2 separate regions of the Sus scrofa genome follow, and region 2 is linked to region 1. The links are chromatin contacts, called in public HiChIP or PLAC-seq maps. All regions are on one chromosome and are shown on one strand. The core of a region is the stretch at or near the end of the contact, and the rest is flanking DNA. Distances in the headings are between cores, read along the strand shown. Region 1 overlaps STK10 (serine/threonine-protein kinase 10). Region 2 overlaps SH3PXD2B (SH3 and PX domain-containing protein 2B).

The links. HiChIP or PLAC-seq counts read pairs in DNA pulled down with a chosen protein or histone mark.
Region 2: a contact with region 1 is called in an H3K27ac HiChIP or PLAC-seq map of alveolar macrophages. The contact joins two enhancer-like sites. A contact is called at or near these places in 1 of 47 Hi-C or Micro-C datasets (embryonic fibroblasts) and 1 of 2 datasets of contacts at active chromatin or transcription factors (alveolar macrophages).

Annotation. Positions count from the first base shown.
Region 1 is chr16:52,139,976-52,144,741 of Sscrofa11.1, reverse strand. STK10 (serine/threonine-protein kinase 10) reads right to left here. Exons shown (of 19, transcript XM_021077114.1): 19 at 4,364-4,766. Among named protein-coding and RNA genes, the nearest start is that of FBXW11, 70 kb to the left of the region's middle. Within about 2 kb of position 2,196, at least 32 of the 83 cell types and tissues checked have an H3K27ac peak or open chromatin away from gene starts, as enhancers often do. A contact at or near this core is called in alveolar macrophages, where this site is marked.
Region 2 is chr16:51,817,783-51,822,548 of Sscrofa11.1, reverse strand. The region is part of intron 6 of SH3PXD2B (SH3 and PX domain-containing protein 2B); the gene reads right to left. Among named protein-coding and RNA genes, the nearest start is that of SH3PXD2B, 87 kb to the right of the region's middle. Within about 2 kb of position 2,163, at least 18 of the 83 cell types and tissues checked have an H3K27ac peak or open chromatin away from gene starts, as enhancers often do. A contact at or near this core is called in alveolar macrophages, where this site is marked.

The DNA of each region.
Region 1 (4,766 bases), core at 947-3,446:
TGATGTCACACATGGCCTTCGGGATAAAAAAAAAAAAAATCTCTATTTCTTTTCATAGTTTACTTATCTCTCTCTGGTCCTGCCTGTCTCTCCTACTGCATTTTTCTCAACGATCCACTTCGTACCCTATTTTCAAATGCTTATCTCCAGCCCAGATATTTCCTCCAAGCTCCAGATACATATAGACAATAACATCCCCCTTTGGTGTGTCATAGGCACCTCAAATTTAACATATGCAAAATTAGGTGCTCTTTTTTGGAGTTCTAACTTTCAAACTGAACCTCTGGTCCCTCCCTTCAACACACCAAATGTTGTCCTGTGCTGATCTTTTCTAATTCAGTAAATGATCCCTCTACCTACCCAGTCAACTAAAGCCAGAAATTTAGGAATCACCATTGAGTTTCAGCTCCTTTCTAACTTCTCTTTGCACGTGGACCCTCTTGGCCTCTGATCCCTCACTACATCCATGTATTTCAGCCTCTTAAGTTCCATTTCTAACTGGTTGTTCTCTAACCCTAGCCCCAGTTCACATTACTAAGAGAGAGATTCCGATTGACTCAGCTTTATCCCTACTAGTTTTTTGATGTCCTGAAGGAAGGGTCAGCCTATCTTGTTGGTTCTGTTGTTTTTCATAGTTTTTCAGCAGGTTCCCTCACTTTTGGAATTGGTAAGAAAAAGGTTTTGCACCTTTTTTTAAAGCCTCATCCGGAGTGAGAAGACATGGCCAAGTAGAGGTAGGAAGGATAAAGCTTCAAACTGATATAAATGGTTGATGAAGGCTTCTGACATGTCCGCTGTTACGCCTGAACACTGAGTATTTCACGTCAGTTATTTTTGTTTTATGTCTAGACTTTTTACTTTTTTTTTTCTTCAATGAAAGCTTTCTTGAGATATTCACATACCACAAAATTCACCCTTTTAAATAAGTATCCAGGCATATCTAGGTAATTTTGTGAGTTCAGTTTTCAGACCACTGCAATAAAGTATGATAGTAATGTGAGTCATATGATGTTTACGGCTTCCCAGTGCAAATACAAGTTATGTTTACACTATACTGTCATCTGCTAAGTGTGCAATAGCATTATGTCTCAAAATGCTTTTAATTAAGCTGTAATTTAAAATACTTTCTTGGTGAAAATGCAAAAACAATTACAGTAGTAACATCTGAGATCATTGATCTCAGATCCCTGAATATAATAATAATGAAATTTTATGAAATATTGTGAGAATTACCCAAATGTGACACAGAGACAGGAGGTGAGCAAAATGCTGTAGGAAGGATGGCTCCGATAGACTTGGTCTGTGCGGGGCTGCCACAGACCTTCAGGTTGTGAAAAACACGGTGTCTGCAAAACGCAGTAAAACAGGGTATGCCTGTACAATCAGTGGGATTTTTTTTTTTCTTTTCGTATATTCAGAGTTATGCAACCATTTCTGCTACCTACTTTTAGAACACTTAGTTCCTTTTTAAACTTTTGTTTTTAGCTCTCTGCTGACAATTTCAAATCACATTCTTTCTCTCTCCTCAAACATAGTAAGCATTGTGGTTTATGCTCCGATTACTCCAGTAACTCACATGCCTGTTGGTCTGCTGCTGATGTTCATTGCTTCTGCCAGCTTTAGCTTTAGTCATTTCCTGTGCGCCTAGTTACTTTTTAATTGTGTGCTAGATGGGGTTTTTTGTAAAATTGTTTTCAAAGGGCACCTGTGAGCACTAGCAATCCTGCATCACCCCAGGCCAGTTTTTAGGGGTTGTAATTATTTGAAGAGAACTGCAGACCCCATGAGGCCTGTCCCCATCAGGCTCAGTGTTATTCATGGGTATAGCCTTTCAGGCCTCTGCAACGGGAAAGTTTTCATTTGGGTCCCTTCCACCCTGCCCTTATGAGGCCCTGGCCTCTAATCCTTGTGTTCTTAGGAGGCCCTAGGAGGTTTTCAGAAGCTCAGACACACACGTTTCTGTTACCCACTCTGGGATCATCAAATGCTCCCAGGGTAAAACACCAGCATCGTCTCTCTGGCTCTCCGTCCTTGCGTGAATCTTGGCCTGATAGTTCTTCACTATCTTGTATGCCTGCAAGTAGATGTATTTAGTATTTTTGTCCAGATTTTCTAATTGTCCTCAGTGTGAGGACTGATCCGGATAACCTAATCTGCCATCACTGAAAATGAAAGTTCTTTCAGTTTCGTTTTTAACTGAAGACATACTTGTTAGCCAGACCTAGTGAACCTACCTCTGGTAGCACAGTGAGTTCATATACATCCAGACTACAGCCCCCAGACCCCCACTGCTCCCTTCATAGAACCTTTATGGCATAGGGAGCTCAGACTGGGTATCTCAGTGCTGCAGCCTGATGGGTTCTGGGTGCTAAGGGGTTAGCTAAGGCCTTACCCCTGCCTTCATGAAGCCTGCAGTCTGCCCTTTCTTTCCTAAAGCGTCCAACCTTTATGGGCCATTGTTCCCATTCAAAAGCGTCTCTGTCCTCAGCTGCTCTCTTAAATTGCTATAATTTGTCATGATTTCAACTTTCCTTCCTCTGAGTAAACTCTTTCCCAGCCTTCTTACTGTTCTTGCAGCAATAAAGGTCAGTCTGAACCCAGCATTCAGGTCTCACCCTGTCCTTCTCTCAACCTCATGGCCCATAAAACACTCACCCTCAACCATTGCCCCATCTCTGAATGCATGTGGTTTGGCACATACTGCTTTGTCCTCCTAGACTTAGCATCACCTCCACTGAGAAGTCTTCCCTGATTCTCCCAGGCTACGTCAGCCTGAATTGATATTCTGCTTCTCCAGGTCTGTTTCCTTAGTGGGACAAACATTTTGAAGCCAGTGTCAATGTTTTTATTTCATCATCTCTAGCACTTGGTACTTAAGAGGTGTCAGTAAATATGGAATGATCTCATTTCCCAAGTCCCACCCGTTCCCTAATTCATGGTCTTTTCTGCCAGTCTCATGAATCTTTCTCCCCAGGCACCTCCATCATTTTTCTAGCCCTTAATGGAAGGCATGCCAGCTGCTTATTTGCCTCCATCACCCCCAGACACAGGGAGTTCAGTGGGGCGCTGTAATTGTGGGGCGCCACCTGCTGGTGGGAAGGTTTCTTGGACAGTGATTCAGGACTGCAGATAGAAGGGGTCCTTAACCTTAAGGTGTTCTTTGTAGATCCACTTCTCAGAATAACATTTTCAGATGCACAGGATAAAGCGCATAGATCACAAGTAAAACTTTGGAGTTCCCATCGTAGCTCAGTGGTTAACAAACCCAGCTAGTGTCCATGAGGACACGGGTCTGATCCCTGGCCTTGCTCATTGGGTTTAAGGATCTGTGGTGTAAGCTGGCAGCTGCAGCTCTGATTTGACCCCTAGCCTGGGAACCTCCATGTGCCACGGGTGTGGCCCTAAAAAGACAAAAAACAAAACAAAACAAGATTACAAGTAAAACCAGTAATAATGAAATAGAGGTATCAAAATATTAGAAAAATTGTATTTTATTTAGATGTAATATATGTTATATATATATTGCTCATTAAATAACAAGATCTGGCAATAGGTTCAATAACTACTATAATTTCAAAATAATGAACGAAAATGATAATTGGGAGATGTCTGCAATAGCTGTAATGTGAGATGAAATCTCTGTGATTTGTACTGCTGATAACATTAGAGTTTGGTGCCTGTGCGCATAAAGGAAATGCTGATTTTCACTTAGAGGTTGGTGAAACTAAAGACCAAATCTTTCCCATCCATATACAAAGAGTCCCTGAGTACCCATGGATCTCGTGTGTGTGTGTATGTGTGTGTGTGAAGAAGGACCCTGGACTGCAGGTTAAGAACCCCGGAATGGGGTTTTAGATGTATGGTTGAAACGTTTAAATATGGCAGAGATGGTAGCTAGGGGTTAAGTGTGTGTGTGTGACTCTTGCTGAGTGTATGGGGCACAGTTGGCAGGAGAGAAGTCGGGGAGAGAGTCCACCTTCGAATCCCATAGGAATCACCTGGCAGTGTTGCCAGCCTTGGCCTGACTCTCCCCTTACCAGTGTCTGTTCCCTCATTTATAAAACAGGAATGCCAGTGTCTTCCTTATGCGTGTTGTTGAAAGGATTCAATAAGCTAACATGTAAAAACCCTTGGGAGTCAAATGTTTTTGTTAAGTGAGAATGATTCTAAATGTAGAAAACGCACACACACACACCAAACCAAGCATAACCTCTTTCAGTATAGAAACCCCAGAGTCCGACCGGCTCTACAACCTGGGAGGCCCCAGTGTACTCAGCAGAGAGTAACCCGTTTCTTATCCAGCAGATGTAGGTAAAATCTTCCCTGCCTTTCCCAGCTCAATACAAAAGAACAAGCTCAGATGCAAAGTTTCTCACCTTGTTATTTTATTAGAAGCATATTTACATTCTTGCAGTTAACTTTGCAGAGAAGATTTTACAAAAATTCTGTATAAAATTTGGAAACTACGTAAAAATAACTTCTGTCCTTCATAAAGGGGAAAATATAAGTTAGTTACATTTACTCTGCTAAAAAATGACTGAAAATGAGAAACAGTTTCGCCTGTCCCTTCCAGAGAAAACATGAGCACAGAGCACAGGGAATACTGCATGGGCTTTCTCAGTGATGGGCTCTGCACGCCGGCTCCATTGTGAGTGAGGCTGGGAGACCCAACCAAACCCCAACCAGAAAGGACAGGGGAGCTGGTAGGGCTTGGGCAGCACTGAGCAGGAAGCAGCAACTCCCTGAATGAGATTCCAAAGTGAAAG
Region 2 (4,766 bases), core at 914-3,413, 320 kb after region 1:
GGCAAGAAAAAGAAAAAGAAAAAAAAAAGCTGACCAGATGGAGGTGGTGGCGTGTGCAGACAAGAGAGGATGGTGGCTTTGGATCAGGGCAGGGACAGCAGAGCTGAGGTGCTCCCTGAGAGGCCATTACCACAGGACACAGTGCTGTATGGCCCTGGTTAAGCACTGAGACACATCTGCTAAATGAATGAAAAGCTATCATAGCACACGGGGGATGCAAAGGAACATCTGAGTTCAAGACACTCCAAAGAGAAGGGTCAGCACTTTTTAAAACAAAAGCAGGCTGAGGAGTTCCCGTTGTGGTGCGGTGGAAATGAATCCGACTAGGAACCATGAGGTTGCAGGTTCGATCCCTGGCCTCACTCAGTGGGTTAAGGATCTGGCGTTGCCGTGGACTGTGGTGTAGGTCACAGATGTGGTTCGGATCTGGTGTTGCTGTGATTGTGGTGTAGGCTGGCAGCTGTGGCTCTGATTAGACCCCTAGCCTGGGAACCTCCATATGCTGCGGGTGCGCCCTAAAAAGACAAAAAGCCTGGGGGGAAGAAAAAGGCAGGCGAATGTGGCGGGAGGGCAAGCTGGCATGTGTGGCCACCAGGCCCTCATTTTCAGAAAGCCTGGATTCCAAGTACTCCCTTCTGTTGTTTCCATAAACCACTGAAATATCCATCTATGCATCTCTGCGCCCAAATACACCCATAGTGAGCCAATCTTGTGCATCTCTGCCCGACTCTGTTGGGTGGTGTCTTATTGAAAATGGCCATGGTGGGAGTATTGACACCGTGGAAATTGGCAAATGCTACAAAGCAGGGTTTTCCGTCAGAGAGCTGGTTGTGAGTTTTTACCAGCACACCACTGCACTCCGGCCTCTGACATCCAGAAGCAGCACAAAAACCCTTTGTTAGGAAGGGTTCTGTGCTCTGAATTTCTGATGTGGAAAATCAGAGCAGGGCACTGTCGCCAGGTGAAGGGTCACTGCTTCTTGGCTCTGTGACCACGTTCTGGCCATTGGCCCTTCCAGGCTGAGGTTAATGGAAGGAAGTGAGAGGGCCCCGGGGTGCCACTTGTACCCTGGGTGGAGAAAGCATGAGAACAGAGAGAGAGAGAGGAGAAAAAGAGGCAGAAGATATGAGACGAAGGTTCAGAAGACGATGGGGAGGGAAGCAGCCCCGGTCAATGCCTGTCACAGGCTACACACTGTACATAAACTATCTCGACACAACTGGCCTGGAGGGTAAGTGCTACCATCCTCATTTTACAGACAAGAAAACAGAGCTCAGGGAGTTCCTGCTGTGGCACAATGGGATTGGTGGGGTGTCTCTGAGGCTCTGGGATGCAGGTTCAATCCCTGGCCTGGCATAGTGGGTTAAGGATCCGGCGTTGCCGCAGTTGCAATGTAGGTCGCAACTGTGGCTCGGATCTGATCCCTGGCCGGGGAGCTCCATGTCTTGAGGCAGCCAAAACAGAAAATAAAGGGAACAGGGACTCAGAGATATCAACTGACCTACCTTGGATCCCATAGCTGGCTGGTGACAAAGCCAGATTTGAACCAGGTCCACCTGGTGGCAGTGGGTGAGGAAAAAAAGATGGAAGGCAGGCAGGCTGGTCGGAGGTCTGCTTGCTCTCCTCCACTGTGAGCCCCTATCACCACCCCTAAGTCTCATTTCTTTGCAGCTCTCACTCCTGCTGGCCCTCTCTTCCGCTGTCATCTCCCACCCAGGTCAGGCGGCAGGGCCAACCTCCTCCCAGCCTCAAGCAGGACAGTCCACCCAAGGCAGCCTGGCCACTACCCCCTCCCAGTGAGTAATCTCTTGACTGTGTCCTTAACCCCCTGGCACTGCTCCTGTGAGGTACCATCATATGAACGGGTGAAGGCAGACCTTGGCTTGGCGGAGGCTCTTGGCTGCCTGTCCTGGTCATTGTGAGCTGGGGACACATTCCCCTGTGAATGCAAAAGTAGAGACCAGGGTTTACCCCAGAATACAGCCCCCCCAGACGTCAAAGCCTCAGGAATGCATCTGCCCTTCTGTTTTAACCTCACGTGGTAACTGTGCTTCCCTGGGCCTCACCTGGAGAAAGAGGAGAGAAGCACCACTTCACAGTCAGGCTGGAAGGGCCGTACTCCCCGTACTCCCGCATGGGGGTTCTCTGCTGCCCCCTAGCGGCAGCCGTCAGGACGACCCCTCGCAGAGCCACCAGTCTGACACGGGAGGACTTCCTGCTAGCACTGCATCACTTCGCCCACATTGTCACTAAGCCACATCCTCTGCACCAGCATCTGAGAGCAGCTCCTTGGGGCCAGAGGTGTGGAGGTGGGGCCCTCGTGATTGGTCTCCATCCTGCCGCTCCTTCATACTGCAGCCAGAGTGCGCCTTCAGAATTGCTACTCTGATCACGCCATTCTCTGCTCAGCACGCGCTATGGCTCCCCAGTGCTCTCAGGTTCTCCAGGACCTGGACTTTGCCTGCCTTACTGGTTTCACTTTTGGCCACCTAATCCCTGGCTCACTTCTAAAACTGCAAAGCATGAGGGTTCCTTTGCATAGCTGTTTTCTCTGTCTGGGCTGTCTCCCCCTCTCCTCTCCATTCAAAAGAGAACCATCTATCCTTAGCCTCCTAACTGGCTCCTGCTGCCAGCCTTGACCCCGATAATCTCAACACAGCAGCTAGAAGAAAACTTTTGTTTATTTTTTTATTTTCTAGGGCTGCACCCACGGCATATGGAGGTTCCCAGGCTAGGGGTCTAACTGGAGCTGTAGCCGCCGGCCTACGCCACAGTCACAGCCATGCCAGATCAAGGCCATGTCTGTGAATTTCATCACAGCTCATGGCAATGCTGGATCCTTAACCCACTGAGCGAGGCCAGGGATCAAACCCACAACTTCATGGTTCCTAGTCGGATTCGTTTCAGCTGAGCCAAGACAGGAACTCCAGAAGAAACCTTTTAAAAGATGGCTCACACTCTTCAAAGTTAAGGTCCTGCAAAGGCTTCTGCCTCACTCAGGAAAAGCCCCAGTGGCCTACAGGCCTAATCTGTCTCTGATCATTACTTCTCCATTCTCTCCAAGGTAGCACAGACCACTGCTTCTCCCCATTCTCTCTTCCTCCTATAGAAACAACTGATTTCTAGCTAGGCCTCTTGGAATAAGACTCCTTTGTGGATGGGAATGGTCACGTGACTAAGTTTTAGCCAGTAGTGTAAGTGGAAGTGTTCTATGTAGCTACTCGGTAAGAATCCTTGTAGGAGGGGCTTACCCTATTTCACCCTTTACTTGCTCCTGCTGGCTGAAAGGTGAAAGTGATGGCTGGTGCCGCAGCAGCCATCTTGGACTCTAAGATAACCTTGAGAAATGCTGGACATGTGTGCCAAAGCCACGCGATAGGAGTCTGGGTCACTCCTACCATCAAACACTGTATTACTTCTGGGCCATCTATGGAGTTTGAACCAAGAAGAAACAAAATTAAATTTCTTAAGCCACAATTATTTTTAGTTACTATGCTCTGGCCTCCTTGCTATTGTTTGATAGTGTGAAGCATGTTCCCACCTGAGGGCGCTGTGCATTTGCTGTTCCTTCACCATGGCCAGTCTCCTGGAGATACCTGCAGAGCTTCCTTCCTCCCTTCCTTCACTTCCCGTTCAAGCGGCATCTTATCAGAGACCTTCCCTGACCACCTGCACTGCCTCACTCTTACTTCCTGCCATAGTGCTTTTCCTTTTATTTTATTTATTTATTTATTTATTTATTTTTTTTTTTTATTTATTTCTTTATTTTGTCTTTTTAGCTATTTCTTGGGCCGCTCCCGCGGCATATGGAGGTTCCCAGGCTAGGGGTTGAATCGGAGCTGTAGCCACCAGCTTACACCAGAGCCACAGCAATGCGGGATCCGAGCCACGTCTGCGACCTACGCCACAGCTCACGGCAACACCAGATCCTTTAACCCACTGAGCAAGGGCAGGGACCGAACCCGCAACCTCATGGTTCCTAGTCGGATTCGTTAACCACTGTGCCATGATGGGAACTCCTGCTTTTCCTTTTAAAAGCCATCAGAGAGTCTATATACTTACTTGTGTCCTTGTTGTCTATTTTTTCACTCTAGAATATAAGCCCCATGAGGGTGAGGACTCAAGTCTCTTGTTTACTGCTGTACTCACACTGCTTAAAGGCTCACAGGACCATGGTCTGCTTTTGGGCAAGGGGAGCTAAGAATGTGTTTTATATTTTTAAAGATTTGTAAAGAATCAGAAGGAGAATGAGTGGAAGAGGAAACCCTTTTTTTTTTTTTTTTTTAATCAGTGACAGAGATTGCATGTGGTTCACAAAGCCTGAAACATTTACTATCTGGCCCTTCAGAGAAAAAAATATTGCCGGCTCCTGGCCTAGAGCATGAATGGCATTTACAAAGGCTCAATAAATATTTGAATGAAAGAATGAATATTTTAAAACAGCTTTAAAAGACTTCCTACCTCTGGGAGACATTCAAATGCCTTCTCTCACAATACCTATAACATTTTATTTTGTTGACACACCCGTCTTTTCTGCAGACTGAGGATACCTCCTGCGTAGTGTGTGCCTCTGCATTTCCTGGGGCTCTGCCAGGCACACAGTAGGTGCTTAATAAAGACTGAATGAATAACCATGTTTGTCTTATTCACCCAGCACAGACGCTCAGTGGACATTGGTGGAGGGAATGAACACAGGATGAATGAAGACATCTAGGAAATGTCCCTGCCCCACACGGCTGCAGGCCTCCTCCTGGGAACACACAGCA